2 separate regions of the Hordeum vulgare genome follow, and region 2 is linked to region 1. A link is a contact called in public Hi-C data. All regions are on one chromosome and are shown on one strand. Each heading gives the region's core, a stretch centred on a gene start, on an enhancer-like site or on the middle of the called end of the contact. The rest is flanking DNA. Distances are from core to core; before and after follow the strand shown.

The links. Hi-C and Micro-C count contacts between places; a contact is called where the count stands out from the background.
Region 2: a contact with region 1 is called in a Hi-C map of seedling, with 5 times the contacts expected there. The contact joins the promoter of LOC123448498 here to the promoter of LOC123448497 in region 1. A contact is called at or near these places in 4 of 6 Hi-C or Micro-C datasets (leaf and seedling).

Annotation. Positions count from the first base shown.
Region 1 is chr4H:262,635,557-262,640,166 of MorexV3_pseudomolecules_assembly, reverse strand. It overlaps LOC123448497, which reads left to right and starts at 2,554. Exons shown (of 2, transcript XM_045125409.1): 1 at 2,554-3,266. The coding sequence starts at 2,721.
Region 2 is chr4H:262,914,074-262,918,683 of MorexV3_pseudomolecules_assembly, reverse strand. LOC123448498 (vacuolar cation/proton exchanger 2) reads right to left here and starts at 2,257. Exons shown (of 12, transcript XR_006631804.1): 1 at 1,968-2,257; 2 at 1,618-1,884; 3 at 1,295-1,365; 4 at 702-730; 5 at 418-614; 6 at 130-342.

The DNA.
Region 1 (4,610 bases), core at 1,305-3,804:
CATGAAGCACACACATACTAAGGAAAAAAAATGTCGACAAACCCTAAAATACTAAGGGGATTTTGCTCCAAATACAACAGCCAACTCAACATAATCATAAATAATTACTCTCTTTTAAATCAAACTCAAGAAGAACTTTGGGATTTGACAAAACGTATTCAGAGCCAAGTACTACCTCAACATCCACTTGATTTACAGAATTTTGGCTAGGGTTGCACATGACAGTCATCAGACGCATACTAAGGAAAAGATGTCAACAGAACCTAAAATACTAAAGGGATTTTGCTGCAAATACAATAGCCAACTCAACATAATCATGGCTAATTTCTCCCTTTTATATCAAACTCAACAAGAACTTTGGGATCTGACAAAGGGTATTCAGAGCCAACTACTACCTCACATCCACTTGATTTGCAGAATTTTGGCTAGGGTTGTACATGACAATCATCAGTTCCCAACCCAAATCCCACCACTAAGGCAGCTACAAAACTATCAACGAAAGAACAAGTTGGTTTTGGAGCACAAGACCTAAAATAGGGGACGAAAATTTCTATCGCACTCCCTAAGAACAAGAGACACAATCCATCACTACAAACGACTAGATCCACACAAATCAAGAGCAAACACACAAATCAGCACCACAAAATCACGCAAAAACAAAATTAGGGTTGGAAGGAGACCGAACCAGTCGAACCCATCAAATGAAATGAGGAGAAGAACAGAACCGACGAAGAAGCGCGAGCCGGAGATGCGCGAGTCGCCGGTTTAGAGTTGGGCACCGCTTACAATTCGCCTGATTCGCCGGATTCAAAGGGACGACGACAGGTAGGAAGGAAGAGGAAGAAGAAAAACCACAAAGGAACTCGCGTGCTTTGTATAAGGGAGACGAGGAGAACGAGTCGTGAATGGAGTCCGCCTCTCACACGATGGAAAATATGGGCCGGCCCACGAAAAGCCGTTGCACGCGTCGGTTTAGAGAAAAACAAAGAAACCGATGCGTACAAGGCTAAATAGGCTTTGCCGAGATATACGGACGGCAATTCCTATTTACCGCCCGCGGGCGGCAAATCATTGGGGAAACGCGAGCAGGCCTGGCGGGTGGGCTGATCTAGTGCAAGGTAGTGTATGATATTCATTGCCGCATGAGCTGTTTTGTTCGTTACTGTTTTTTTTGCGTTGTACTTTCTAGGTTCTTTCTTTTATGTTTTTATTTATACTTCTTTTCTTTTAATTTTACTTTTTATGATTTTTTTTCTTTTTACTGTTTATTTTTCTTTATATTATACAAACTTCATTATGTGTTACATAATGTTCAATGTATATTTAGAAAATGTTCACGGTATTTATAAAAGTTCATTATACATTATAAAATGTTCATCGTATATTAGAAATAGTTCAATGAACATGAATTATTTTTCTATGTTTTCAAAATTTGTTTGGTGGTATATTACACATTTGTTCAGTAAGTATTAAAAAATTGTGTATAATACAAATGTTCATTGTGTATTAAAAAATTATTCAATATATATTACAAATGTTCAATGTGTATTTGAAAATTGTTCAACGTATATTACAAATGTTCAATCCATATTCAAAAATTGTTCAATGCATATTTTTTTTATTTTTTTTCCAAGATGCTTATCATATATTAGAAAATGTTGAACGTGTATTTTTGGAATATGTTTAAATTAAATCTGATATTTAAGACTATGGGGCGCAAATCCATCAGTTGAAGACACTACTTCGGTTGGCTAGTTTCACTCACAAATGAGAAGCAGGTCACGAGTTCAAGTTGCGCGTCAATTCTTTTTTCAGTTTCTTTTCCTTATGTTTTTATGTATCTGCAGTTTAATACCTTGAAATGGGTTGACCCATTCGTGGGTGCTTTTAGCAAAGGTTCATCAATTTGCCACACGTGGACCGTAAATACGAGGTCTCTATAGGGGCGCCTTTTTTGATGGACTGCAGTGGAGATGCTCTTGCTTCTTCACTCTCCCCACTTTGCATCCATCCCACATCCAAGTCAGATTTCCCCGTCCATCACGGTCATGCACAATGGGCTCTGCATGTTCCTCCCACTCCATCTCTACCGCGCCCAACAAAGGCGACGATGATCCATTCAGTGCCTCAGCCTCGAAGCCCATGGCCCGACTCATTTCAAATTTATTTTTCCTATTTTTTTACCCGTCTGCAGTTCAATATCTTTAAATGGATCGACCCATTCGTGGATGCCTTTAGCGAAGGTTCATCAATTTGCCACACGCGGACGACAAATATGAGGTCTCTATAAAGGCTTCCTTTTTTGAAGGACTGCGGTGGAGATGCTCTTGCTTCACTCTCCCCGCTTTGCATCCATCCCACATCCATCTCGCCGCCCATCACGATCGTGTACAATGGGCTCCGCACATTCCTCCCACTCCTTCATCTCTACCGCGCCCAACGAACACGACGATGATCCATCCACTGCCTCAGCCTCGAAGCCCATGGCCCGGCCCCTTCCAATTTCTTTTTCCTTTTTCTTTACACGTCTGTAGTTCAATATCTCCAAATAGGTCGATATATTCGTGTCTGCCTTCCACGAAGCTTCATCAATGTGTCGCCGATGGGAGGCAAATAGAAGGTCTTTACAGGGCGTCCTTTTTTATGGACTGTGGCGTCTCCCCACTTAGCACACATCCCACCTCCAGGTCAGATCTCGCCGCCCACCACAGCCGCGCACAATGGGCTCTGCACATTCCTCCCACTCCTCCATCTCTACCGCGGCCGACGAAGGCGACGATGATCCATCGACTGCCTCAGCCTTGGAGCCCACGGCCCGGCCCCCTCCCGCCCAAGCGCCGGCTCCACCGACCTCTGCGTCCAAGGTGCTGGAGCAGGAGCCCGAGGTGCTCCCCTGCCGAGCCGCCGACTCGCCTCTCTCGCCGCAGCCATCCGTAATGGGCACCCCACGCCTCCTGGGCCCCAACATCAAGGTCTGGGACCCCTGCCACGTGCTCCTTACGCCACCGTCGCCGCTCCAGCACCTCCCGCAGCAGGGGAGAACGGAAGCGCTGCTGGAGGTTGTTGTAGTTAGCCACGGGGAATGTGCGTTCGCGATGCGGCCCGACCTGGTTGGTGGGCGATGGCCGTCGGTGGCCCTCACGGCGCGCGGGGAGCGACAGGCGCGCGCGCTGTCTGTTTTCCTGCGCTCCCGTGGTTCGCAGCTGGCCGCCGCGTGGACATCGCCTCTCGACCGTTCCCGCGCTACTGCTGAACTTGTCTGCCGGGTGAGCCCTTCTTCGCCTTTGTTGTACAATTCTTTGGGTTGCAATGGACCTGAAAGCAATTTTAAGCATTTATAGTATTGTATTCTGCTTGTAAATCCTTTGCTATGTATTCCACATAGTTGTAGTAAAATCCAATTTTTAAGATAGATTATATGCTGTGTGCAAAGTACGGTCTTAAGTATGAGATTGGTATCTTCTTTTTATGTTGGAGCAATTCACTGTTCAGCATAAAGAACAGTCCTTTGGCATTTCAATGAAGGCAACACATCATGAATGTATAATGGAATTTATTGGCTTTAATAAGATAAGGGTGCATTATTGCATGGATTAGTTGTTAAGGTGAACAAATAAGAGCCATCATATTCTGATGTTTGTACTCCTAGATGCAAAAAAGTTTGTTATTTCCTGAAATGTATTCAGAACATGGTGGAACCAGTATTATCATAAACCGACTTCTCCTCCTCTGGCATTCCCACGGACGGCAGGGGAGGAAACCCTAGCCGGCGCCGGACTGCGACCCTCCTCCCCCTTCCCTCCCCCCTCCGCCGCCAGGGCGTGCCGGTGGGCGAAGCCTGCCCGGCGTGGGCGGCGGTGGGCGCTCTCTCCTTCTCGCGAGGCGGGATCGTCCTGGGGTGATCTACACTAGCCGGAACGTGGCGTTGTGCGGGGCGCGACGACGCTTAGCTGCCACGGTGGCGGGCGTGGAGGGCTGCATGAGGAGAGTTGTGGTGGCCGGCGGCCGACCTGTTGGATCTGGACGGTGCGGGGGGCGGTGGCACCTAGGCTGGGCGTAGTCGGGAAGGATCCCCTTGGGGCTGCTCGCCGGCTTGGTCTTGTCGCCTGTGCTCGGCCTTGGATCGGCGCCGAGGGAGGTCGGGGAGGCATCCCCGGGGTGCTCGTGATGTGCCGTCGGGCACGACTACTGACGGTGCTGGAGTCTCATGGCCCTTCTTGGCATGGAGGCGGGCCTTGGCGGTGGTGGTCATCTTCTTCGTCGGAGTTGGTCGGCCTGAGGTTGGGTGGTCGGATCTCTAGATCCGTCATGCAGTTCCGGCTGCGAGTCGGGGAGACATAGTTGTCGGTGAAAACCGAGCCGACGGCGGGCGATGGCGGCGTTCTGCGCCGTTACCTCCATGAAAGCATCATTGAGTAACTATTGTCGATATCCACGTGTGCTGCTTCGGGGGAAACCCTAGGATCTGGTCTTTCAGATCAGACGATGGCGGCACTGCGATGTCGTTTCTTTCTTGGGAGCATCATTTGTGGAGCAGTGCTGGAAGACAAAGGCAACAGGTGGAGCGGCTTCGTCTTGCATGGAGCTTCGGTGGAGATGTCAAGCCATGC
Region 2 (4,610 bases), core at 1,008-3,507, 280 kb before region 1:
AAAGTGATATGTGCCCCTCGGAGTAAAACCTTGTGCATCCATATCTCGCTTTTCAGTTTTCAGTATTTGCATAAACTATTTCCCCTTGTCTAAAAAAGTGTTTGCACAAATTAGCTTTCAACTACTTACTTCACCAATTGGGCTGTACAGACTGCGCTGGCTCTTGAGTTGAAAAAATAGATAGCTAGCATAAGCCACAAGCATTATGCAGCTACTAAACCTTGAAAGAGAAACTTCAGATTTTCCATAGTGTGCTTCAGAATGTGTAAAGTGAAGCACCGCTGGAAACATTAGACCCAAGACAGCCATCAACAACAACCCAGAGTTCACAACAGCTGATGCCTACATAGAAAAATGAAAGTTAATAGAGATAAAATGTGTGGATAATAATGGAAATAACCACCTTTTTATTGGTACCTTATTGAAGACCTGATCTCTATTAGGATGAGCAAGCCCACCAGCAAAGAAAGCACACCCAAGAACTAACAGCATGTTTGATAATATAGAGCCTAGTAGTGACTGTTGTACGACACGAATCATTCCATTTTTCAGTGCATATATCGAGATAATCATCTCTGTCGCATTTCCGAAAGTAGCATTTAGAAGCCCCCCAACTGCAGTTCAAAAATTTAGTCTTTACCGATTGCTGAAGTCATGATTTGAATTAGAAAGCTAAGATAATATGGAATGAAGACACATACTTGTTGGGCCAGTGTAGCAAGCAAGTTGCCTGCACAAGACAAGGCATCCATTATCGAAAATGCTAAATGGAGCTCCAGCTCCATGTAGGCCGAACTTTGAAAAATTCAAAATTCACGCTTTTATGTTTCAAAACATTCTGAAAAAATGTGCATATATCCAGAGGCATAATGTACATGTGTTTAAAATTTCATGTTAAAATACATTAAAATGAGAGCTACAAAGAAAAACAAATATGTGGCTTTTTAGCACATGTCCTGTTCATTCTCAAAGTCCATGATTTTGTTATCTTTTGTGCAGCTCGCAATTCATAGAATTTCATTGTGAAATTTTACACACATATACATTACATCTTTGTAATACGTGTATATTTTTGTTCATAATTTTTTTAAACTGAAAAGTTTGAATTTTGGTTTTGTTTTTTTAATAACAGGCTCCATGGAGACCGTCCTCCAAAATGCTCTACTCATCCGTTGTACTCTCTCCGTCCCATAATATAGGAAAACGCTCTTATATTATGGGACGGAGGGAGTAATATACAGTGAGTTATATAACATACAGAAGCTAGATCAGACAAAATCCACTAGGCACTTACTCAGTTGCATATCCCAATCTCTCGGCCAAGGGAGTGATACCAACTAAGCTGAAAAGGAAAACCCATCCTTGCTGTGAAGCATTTGAAGGAAGCAATCCCAGAAATGGAAAGCATTATCAGGTCAGTCTTGCTGTTGCAAGTAAACGTGACGAAGAATGCAGCAGAAAAAATGAAAGCATGCGCCCCTATTACAGATTCAAAAGTAGTACAGTAGTAAAAACGAAAGAAACTAACAAAGCAGGAAGAGTAAATCATACTGCATCAACCCTAATGAATGCTGCAGAGTAGTTTAGATGGGTGATCCTTGTGGGCATGTTACTTACGTGGTTCCCGGAGAGGTAGTGAAGCGTGATGGCGAGGGGCCCGAAGGGCAGGAGCACATTGATCTTGGCATGGAAGATGACGATGCGTATGCTCCTCAGCGCCATCCGCCACTTGCTCCGGGGCGAGAGCGACTCCGCCACCGCCGCGAGCGAGCCGATGTGCTCGAAGTCGAGCGACTGCATCTTCATGGCCGGCGGCGCCGTGCCGGCCACCATATCATCATCCTCCTCGAACCCTAGCTCGGCCTTGTCCGCCGCCCCCATCATCTGAACAAATCCAAAACGAAGCGAATCCAAATCAAGAACCGCCACCGATCCCTATCAACCTCCGGATAGCGCAAGAATCCTACCTCCCCGCGACGCGGACAGATGAAAAATAGCGCTGCAAGAAATGTGAAGGAGGGCTCGGATTTGGATGGTCGATTTCGAATGGCCTTTCCTCGTTCCTTCTACCAATCCTTTTCTCCTCCCGCTGGTTTTGTTGCGCGACGCGACGGGCACGGGACGAAGCTGCCTGCGTGCTTCGGTGTGGGAGGATCCGGCTTCGGGCCCCGTGTCATGGAGAAGAAATGTGCGTCAGTGCCTTGCCCACGCTTCGCGGGTGGTGGTCGGAAGAACCTTTCTTTTAGAAAAGGTACCCGGAATTACTGCCAGGCGCGAGAGCTTGCTTGGTTTGAGCCCTACAGCCTTGTCGAGGTAATTGTGCTCTTTGGCTGCCAGGTCGGTTCATTTTCGTAGAAAGAACTTATAAAATCTACTCTTTTTATAAAAAATATGTTAGTAATCTAAATACTTTTATATTATTTTACTATCTTTACAAGAAGTAGAACAAAACAAAGATACAATAATCGAGCCTTGACATACTTAAGGGGTTGTTTGGACAGCGAGCTTTTAGAGAACGAGTTAGCTAAAAATGCATTTGAGATTCTAACCAACTAAAATTTTGTTTGGATACTCTATCTAATTCTTGGATAAATAAAATTTGGTTCTCCTAATATTCATATTTTGCGTTTATGAGAAAACGGCTCAGAGACGATTTTATACAAACACGCTTTAGAAAAACGGACTTGACCTTCGGTGTGCGGCATGGCATGGAGCTCTATGAGAAGAATGTCTTCCACCATGAGGCCAGCGCTCGCGCCGACATCGGGGCCCTGACCTGTGACGGGGATGATAGACGGTGGCAGCCAATGACGGCAGCGCCTAATGTAGAGGCGACTGTGTATTGATAAAACCCAAACACAACTTTACATACACTCATTATTGATAAAACCCACCGTAAAACCGGTTCAACTTAAAACATATTTTCTATATACCCGCGGCTAACGCTCAGTATCCAAACAACCCCTAAGGTACAAGTCACTCCTCTATACTCTATATCTATTATTAAAAGAAATATGTATTTTTAGTCCGTCATAACATTTTTATTGAAAAGTCTGTGATGTTTTTGAAAGTTCAACCCAGAGTCTATTAAAAAACTCTATGTATGTTGTGTGCAGCTCGGCTTTTTTTTTAAGACACCACCACGGTTAGGTTAGAAGCACCAGTTTGGGCCCACTCGGATTGCTAGAGGATGGAAAAGAATAATGCAGTTTTAGGAGATCGAACTCCCAACCTCCTCTGGAGAGGCTTGAGCGTACAACTAAGTGAGCTAAATAATATGTGTGCAAAAAACTAGAACACGGTTTATAATTAATAGTCTCTCATAGCTTTTTAACACCTATTTTTTTTCTCAAACACGCACGAGTGTGTGAATCATATATAATTATAGAAAGAGATAAAAGAGGGGAGAGCCCCTCCACAGTTCTACAAGGCGTGTCTACATGATGCTCACACATCACTCCACCCGCTACTCTAGCCGACTATTCGCCTTGCGTCCACCCTTGCGCCGCCGCGAGGAGGCCCTCTAGTGCGCCCTCATCTCTTAGCAGTCCAGCCTTCTGCCACACTGCGCATTCGCTCATAATTATGTGTACCACATCGCACAGACATGGGTCTTGCCATCAAAGGAAACGATGTTGCGATGCTTCCACAGCTGTCACATGGTTAGAAGACACATAATGCGCTCCATCCTTGCATGTTGTTTCGGCGCGTGATCGTGGTCGTTCCTTGTGCACCAGTCCGGAAGGGATTCTTTGGTGCGCGGCTCTCCGTGACCCATGCCTAGGGGCGGCAGAATCCTGGACCAAATGTCCCTCGCGAATATGCAATGCAAGAGAAAATGGTCGATCGTTTCTTCATGTTGGTCGCAAAAAGGGCAAGCTGCCTAGTGTGGTAATCCTCTGCGCGCCTATTTGTCCGAGGTCCGGCATCGACCCTTGGCAGCAAGCCAGGCAAAGAAGCGCATCTTAGCGGTGCTCTAGATCCCCATGAGATTGTGGTCGTGGGAGCGACCTCGATTCCCCAAAGCTTTGCCATGTAGGCCGACCTGGCCGAGAACTGCCCACCATGGGTCCAAGTCCACCTAGTGGAATCCCGTCTCTAAGCATCGAGTTGGGTGGTTGTCACCATGGGGCACACACTCATGAATTGTTGAAGATCCGTGAAGTCGATGAAGGGCCCGATATCACACGCCCAGTTGCCCGTGATGACTGCGTCATGTACAGTTTGAGAGGCCTTCGCCCGAGTAGAAGCTCGCTCGTATAGTCGTGGCGCCACTTCCTGGAGCCGAGATCCGTGAAGCCAGTGGACTTCCCAAAAAGGGTGTCCTTCCCGTCTCCCAGAGCTACACGCATAGCCAAGCCGCATGGAACAACTGCCTTGATTCTTTTGGGAGGGAGAAGGCAAATTCTGCCCAAGGCCTGCTTTCATCTGTTTTCTGCAGCCACAACCAGTTGGTTTGTAGTGCCACGTTCATCCATCGCAAGTCCGTAATGCCCAGTCCGCCGGCCCATTTTGGCCGACAGACGATATCCCGTGCCACGACACATTTTCCACCTCCGGCCTCCGCCTTCCCGCTCCAAAGGAACCCTAGACAGATTTTTCCCATAGCC